Linked DNA regions of Urocitellus parryii: region 1 is linked to region 2. Evidence: chromatin contacts called from public Hi-C data. All regions are on one chromosome and are shown on one strand. Each heading gives the region's core, a stretch centred on a gene start, on an enhancer-like site or on the middle of the called end of the contact. The rest is flanking DNA. Distances are from core to core; before and after follow the strand shown. Region 1 holds the start of Tpp2 (tripeptidyl peptidase 2). Region 2 holds the start of Ercc5 (ERCC excision repair 5, endonuclease).

Region 1 (3,604 bases), core at 246-2,745, 210 kb after region 2:
TAACACCAGGAAGCAAGATTTCCAGAGAGTGGCCAGACTGCTACCCACACCCACCTTGCTCCAAGTTATTGAATTCCAAAATGCTACCTCAATTATCAGAAATAAAAGATCTGAAAGGGGAGGAACATGGAGGGAAGGGGGAGAGAAAAAGAATTATTAAACATCACTGTTTAGTGTAGAAAGAGGGCTAAGATTTACAGATGAAGAATAAGGAAGTGATCAGCATACAGTAGGGTTAATTAGGGAAGACTTTGACTTGAATAATGATTATATGCTGTTTATTAGTAGATTTCAGTAAAAGGCTAAATTTACAAAAGCCAAAGTTTCAAGACAGATGGTTTTTAGAACTGAGACATCTTTTAAAATTACCTTTCAGTATCTTTATATGATCTATAAAGTATATGATCTATAGTATCTTTCTATGATCTAAAGATATTTGACTAAGGTAAAGCTAAATAATTTTAAAACAGTAATCAAGTATGTTCTCGTATGTTTTGAGGTTTTTAAAAATAGAAGTGCCTCGAAAGTGCACCCAAACCAAACGAAATTGGCTTCTCTTTATGTAAAAGGAAGACCAAGCCACAAGAATAGATGACCCTAAACAAACACATTGCAGACAGCTTAAAAACTGAATAAGCATAACTATTAGAGGAAATGATTCCGGAAGTGGACTCGGTTATCTTCTGGAAACCCAGTTTTGGCGTTTAAAGATATTCTTCCTAAAACCAAATCTTCCAAACCACACCATAAAAATGAAGTTCTGATAGCCCTATCTTTTCCCCACCCCTGGCCCCCAATAATAAAAACCGTACAATTCTTGTTTAACAGTATCAGCTGCCGGGTGTCCAAGACAAGAGGGTCCGCAGAGACCGCGACGAGAAGGGAAGGAACCCGGAGGTGGCCGGCCTGGCGGTGCCCAAGCAAAAAGGGGCTTTCCCGGGCCACGACGTGGACCCGGGCTCCCAGGACCAACCGCGCCAGGCAGCCTGCTTTTGTCTGGGCCGGGAACTCGGCCCACCCCGGGCCCTCGCCCACCCCGCGCCCGCGGTGCCTGGGCGCCGCCGGTCCCCTGCGCGGACACCGGTGCCCCCGCGCCCGGCTCTGCCCTCTGCCTCCTCCCGGCGCCCAGCTCCCGGCGCTGCCCACCCCGGCCCGGGCTCGGCCGTAGAGCAGGGCTCCGGCCTGGGAGGCTGTGTCCCGCCCGCGTCTCTCGCCCTCGCACCGGGCCCCCGGGGACTGCCTCACCTGCATGCCCGGGGCCCCGGGGTCGACCCCAGTGTCCAGGACGGCGATGAGCACCCCCCGCCCGTCATACTCCGGGTAGCGGCACAGGAAGGAGGTGGCCCCGGTCTCTTTCTTCGGCAGGAGACCGTGAAACGGGAAGGGCTCCTCGGTCGCGGCGGTGGCCATGGACGCAGGCTGGAGGACAGACGAGGAAGAGGCAAACTGCCAGGCTGCGCGCGGACGAGCAACGCGAGGACACCCGGGCGGCCGCGGGGCAGCGGCGGGGGCGAGGAGCGGGGCCTTTCCACCGCCAGCCAATCCCGGCCCGCCAGAGCGGGGCGGCCAATCAGGCGCTGCTACGTAAGCTAACGGCGCCGCGCTCCGGAGCCGGGCAGGAGTGTTGCCCGGGCTGCAGCGGAGGGGGCGGAGTCTGGGCGCACTGCTGGAGGGTTCGGTTCTCGAACTCGCCTTTGTGGAGTCCCGCCGCTGGCACGTTTAGGAGCGCCGCCCTTTAAGCAGAAGGTTCTGGATCGAAACGCTCCGCAAGAAGGCGGGAGAGGCAGGGCCGCGTGGCAGGAGGAGCGGGAACCCGGCTACGCGGCCGACGGTGGTTTCCGAACTTGAGGTTGTGGAGAAAACTTTCCGTGCGGTCACTGCAGGGCCCCCGCCTAGTGCCACCCGAGCAGCCGGGGCCCGCGATACCGGCCAAGTCCCAAACACGCGTTTTTTGAAAGAGAGGTGTTAGATTTAGTGGTCAAGGTTTTGTCTTCCCAGTCTTGTGCCGCTTTCGTGGGGCGTTGGGGTGGGACGAATAGGGTGGGGATAGGCAGTAGTTTCAGTCAACAGGAAGTGGGCTGCTGGCCGCTCTTGGGCTGTGTGGCCTGAACCCGGAGACTGACAGGGGCCCCTCCTATCCTCCTTGCTTACAGTTGGCATCCGGGACGTCTGAAAACGTTTTGTTTTTTGGTTTTTCAAATTGAAGTTCTTAATTGCTCCTTCAGGTTCTTCTCTTAATTATCGCGCCATAATTTACAGTTTTTCAGATTCAGACTCACTGTAGTGGTAATCATTTACTGCTGCAGTAGTAGTCCTTTAATGATCTGTGTGTTTGTGTTCATTTCAGGGTAATCGAAGCTTTCCGTGTGCCAAAAAGCCGATTGGCAACTGAGACTTATCTTCTCAGATAGGACACCACCCCCCCCCTCCCAACTGAACCCAGGGGTGCACTGAGCTACTTCCCAGCCCTTCCCTCCCTTTTGAGACAGGGTCTTATTTAGTTGCCCAGGCTGCCCTTGAAATTGTGATCCTGCTACCTTAGCCTCCCCAGTCGCTGGCATTATAGACCTGTGTCACCTGCCTGGCTCAGAGCAGTGTTTTTATTTAGTGAAATCTCGAATGACAAAGGAAAGAAGTTGGGCTGAAATAGAGTTAAAATTATTAAAATTAATTTCGTATTGTTCCAGTAGTTTTGCATTGTGGTATGATTACATATGTGGTGCTTTTTGCATTACATAACGGACTAGTTGTAAGTCTGGTAAACTACCATAATTTCAAAATAGTGAAGTGAGCATAAATGAGATATCTGTAACAACCACACAGATGAACTGATTTTTCCTGGTGACTGAGTGACAGTTACTGCTACTATTGTTATGGTTATTGTCTACACTCATAATTAAAGGAAACAATTATGAGTTTGGTGAAAATGAAGGGTTTTTTTTCCCTACGCAGGTTTTTTTTAGTTGTAGATGGACACAATACCTTGGTTTTATTTATTTATTTTGGGTGCTGAGGATGGAGCCCAGTGCCTCGCAAGTGCTAGGCAAGTCCTCTACCACTGAACTACAACCCAAGCCCCAGCCCCCTTACACAAGTTTTGAGCCCTTCAGATTCTGTGCATGGACTCTAGGATAAGAATGCCTGGTAAAGAGAATTCCTTCGTATGCCAGTTTCGGAAGCCCAGAATTCAGGAGACTTTCCATGAATTCTCAAAAATTATTCTAATGGCTGTGCAGTGGTTTTGGCCATTCCTTGAACTTCATTCATTCCAAAGAGAGATGCATATTCTCTCTGATTGAGAGGAAAAGAAGAAAAGTTAATGTTCTTCTTATTTCCAATTGTGTTTACATTACCTGTAGAAAATAGATTACTTGAGCAGGATGGAAAAAAAGAATGAAAAACTCTAGAAAGACATTCAACCTATAACATCAGTGAAATGACTCATGATTTGAAATGAACTGAAGTTTAGTCCCTTCATTTTACAGATGAGGAAACAAAGCTGAACAGTTGAACTGACTACCATGAGTTACAAAACCAGTTATTTGAAAAGGTAGTTTCCTGGTCTTATCTCCAGTATTTTCTTCCACGCCATGTTGTACCATCT
Region 2 (3,724 bases), core at 311-2,810:
AAGGGTGCCTGACAGCGAAAACCATCTTTTCATCCACTCGTAGGCCATCTTCAGAATGCACTTACACCGAGAAACCACTGGGGGGCAGCAGAGCGCGGCTGCTTTAAAACAAAAAAACTTCCTTCTCCCCAACTCAAGGGTCCCTGAACAAAAGCTTTTAAGCTGAGCCTTCAATGCGGATGTATTTAAATATTATCCACTAGGGAAAACGAGGTGATTATCTCATTATGTTCTTAAAGTCATCAGCGTTCCTCTTCATACAAGGGCTTCTTCCTGGTCCTCCAGGAGGACACTGGTCTAAGGTCTCCGCGGCTCCGGGGAGGGAACAGGTACGGGATCAAGGCCACACTACTGAGCGAACACAAGGGTCCAAATCGTAAAACCAGCATCACGTTTTCATAATGAAAAAAAAAATCAAAAATTCCAAAGACACGACATCAGCCAAATATGCACACAAGCCACTGTCACGGGGAGTGGGAGGGAAAGCGTTCACTGCGCACTTGCGAAAACTCTTCCAATGTTGTAACAGGGACTCCTGCTTCCAAACACCCTGACTTAAGGAGCCGCCGATTCAAAACAAAAGGGTCAGACCACCTGGTCGCACACGCCTCCTCCTTCAGTAACGCGAACGGAACTAGACTCCGAAGAGGAGAAGACGCGAAGGGGTGGGATGCGCCATGCCGACCTCCCACCCACGACACCACTTTAGATCTGCAGAAACTTCGCCAAGTTCACCTGCACTTGGCAGCAGAGCCACCGAGAGCGAAGGATACCCACAGCGAGGACTTTCCCCTCCAGGGCCTCGGGGCTGACCTGCCGCCCCGAGCACTCCAGCAGCTTCCAGAGCCCCTGGACTCCCATGGGGCAGGCGCGTCCGGGGTCGGCCTGTTACTCCAGCTCTTCTACAAGTCAGGTGACGCCACCTCCCGGAACCCAGGGAGCCAGCTGCCACTCAGGAGCGGAAAACCATTCGAAAGCCCACGTTTCCCGGGGAACTGGCCTGAGAGCGCACCAGGAAGGGGAACCCACGCCAGAACACTTCCTGGCGGCTGACACCTCCTCCCGGAAGAGAGCGGTCGGGGAACGGTTCGCGTTGGCGTAGAGCAGGGCCTTGACTTGTCAGGGCTTTATCCCAAATGTTTGCATTCCGATGGAAGACCGGGGTAGGCGACCAGAGACGACGTGACAAACGACAGAAGGCATAACTCGGATTCTGCTAGCTGTGCTTGGGTGGGTCTGTAATTTCACAAGAAATGGTGCCTTCTCAGCTTCCTTCTCACAGAATGCGTGGGGCGGAAGTCCCGCCCTCGTCCATGACGTCAATTTACTGCGTCCACTGCACTCCGGAAGCGAGGGAGCGTTTCCGCCCCAGTGTTTGGGTCTAGGTGCTCTCTTGGGTGCCATGGTCTTCAAGTGTGGCCACAAAACTGTTTTTGCGGGTGGCGACTTTATGTGATTTTTCAGCACCCGTTTCTCCCCCAGTGAGCCTCCAGTTGTGCAGAATCCATGTGGTTGTGGTGTTTTGGGGCAGGATTTGTACAATAGCGTGTAGTAACTAGAGAGAAGTAGAGTTCAAAGCTTCACCCAGCGTCTTAAACTTAGAATTCCACTGTTTGTGGCCAGAAATGGCAAGAAATGAATTGGCGGAGTAGCTCCAAGAAAGTCTGGCTCTCCAGCCCTCATGCCAACATTCAAATCATGACTGTACCTCATTAATAAGTTGCTGAGATTGTATTTGTTAAGAATTTTTATCTAAAGATGTACACAGAGCATAAAAGTGAAGCTAGATTTACAGATAGGTAGTTAGTGTAGTTTGGTCAATATGGAGAATGAAGGCCATATTGAGAATAGAGTCCAGGAAAAGGGGTATTGAAAATGTCCCCAAGGCCCAGAGCCCATCCCAAGGAAATGTTAATGAAGCAGCTCCCAACAAACACGGAGATGCTAATCCAAAAGTCCTTCCTACCCATAGTACTCCTTCAGCCCTCCTGTCTCCTGCCTGGGAAAGCTGAAAGAAGACCTTAGCTATCAAAAGGGGAAGACATCACCCTTCCACAGATTCCACCTCTTAGGTTCCCTTCTTCCTGCGGGAGAAGTCTTTTCTGCTGTCCTTTAATAAAGCTTTTATGGGGCTGGGGAATGTGGCTCAAGTGGTAGTGCATTCGCCTAGCATGCATGAGGCACTGGGTTCGATTCTCAGCACCACATAAAAATATTGTATCCACCTAAAACTAAATATATATATATATATTATATATATATATAGCTTTTACTTTACACTCTAAACTTGCCTTGGCGTGCTTCTCTGGTGTTATACTTCAGCACTGGGGAAGCAAGGATTCATCATCAGTAAACAGTGTAACAGAAGCAGCCTTGCAGACTTGGAGAAGATAAAAGGTGATGTGTGCAATGCTTTTAGCACTAGCTATCAAGTGAGAGTATTATCGTTCGCATTTGTTCAAATTTAAGTGATGTATTGAGATTCTAATCCAGTGAAAAAAGTTGGTTTAAAAGAGCAGGTAACTTCTTAAAAATATCAGAAACCAGTTTTTAGCAAAACCATTTGTGATCAAACTTAGTTCATAGTAGCCATGTTATGTTGACTTACAATTTTCCATCAGGAATAAGCTTACAAAGTGCTTTTCACATTTCCTCCGTGGGTAAAGTAGTACCCAGAAATTGTTCAGAGTTTTTTTTTTTTTAACTGAGAGTAGTATAATTACATATTTAATTTTTGCCCCCAAACCACAGAAGACTATTAACTTAATGAAACCAAGAACTAGCATGCTGACTTTCACCCCCCACTTCTACTCATAGTAGGCATTCATAAATGCTGCCTAAATGATCTCTCAAGTCCCTGGTCTAAAACTCTCCATCCTTGCACCCTGTAGAAAAATATTTCCTAGAGGTCAGGCAAATGTTAGTTCAGATCTCATGTAAGCCATGTAAAAACTGTGATATGGGCTGAATTGTCCTACAAAATACATATGTTGAAGCCCTAACCTCCAGTACATCAAAATTTGGCTCTATTTCAAGATCAGATCTTTAAAGGGTAATTGTTAAAATGAGGGTATTAGGGACTTGGTGGATCACTCAGTGGTAGAGCACTTGCTTAGCAAGTACAAGGCCCTAAGTTTGATTACCAGCATCATTGAAAAATAAGAGGTGAATGAAGCCTTTATGTTAACCCCTTATCAAATTTGATGCTCTAGAGGGATGCCCTACACACACACACACACACACACACGAAAAGCCAATGAACACAGTAAGGTGGTGGTCTACAAGTTGAAGAAAGGCTTGAGAAGACACCAAACCTGCCAAGAACTTGTCTTGGACTTCTGGACTCCACAAGTGTGAGAAAACAAGTTTCTATTTTTTAAACCACACAATCTGTGGTATTTTTCTATGGTAGCTGTAGCATACCAAGACACTCTGTTGTGCTAGACAGGTTTCTTCACTCATGACCTCCTCAGTTCCTGCCAGCAAAATGGGAGTGCTATAACTTTTTTAGGATAGTTTTGAGATCACAGTTCTAAAGTGAAACGCCTAGGAGGTAATGGCACTCAAACTAGACTTGTAAACCAAGTTATTAAGTGATCACATGTATCAAGACTATTATAAAAATTATTGATTAGTATCAGACTGCATAAACTCTAATTTCCTAGGCATCACCTTGTTCTTTAATGTCTTCTTTTACTTTCCATTTTTCTCCTTTCTTCTCCTC

Evidence for each region. A called contact is a pair of places that touch in the nucleus more often than the background predicts.
Region 1: a contact with region 2 is called in a Hi-C map of muscle, with 5 times the contacts expected there. The contact joins the promoter of Tpp2 here to the promoter of Ercc5 in region 2. A contact is called at or near these places in 2 of 2 Hi-C or Micro-C datasets (liver and muscle).

The regions. Positions count from the first base shown.
Region 1 is chr2:8,964,064-8,967,667 of mUroPar1.hap1, forward strand. It overlaps Tpp2 (tripeptidyl peptidase 2), which reads right to left and starts at 1,496. Exons shown (of 30, transcript XM_026399499.2): 1 at 1,246-1,496. The coding sequence starts at 1,410.
Region 2 is chr2:8,751,321-8,755,044 of mUroPar1.hap1, forward strand. It overlaps Ercc5 (ERCC excision repair 5, endonuclease), which reads right to left and starts at 1,561. Exons shown (of 15, transcript XM_026400476.2): 1 at 774-1,561. The coding sequence starts at 861.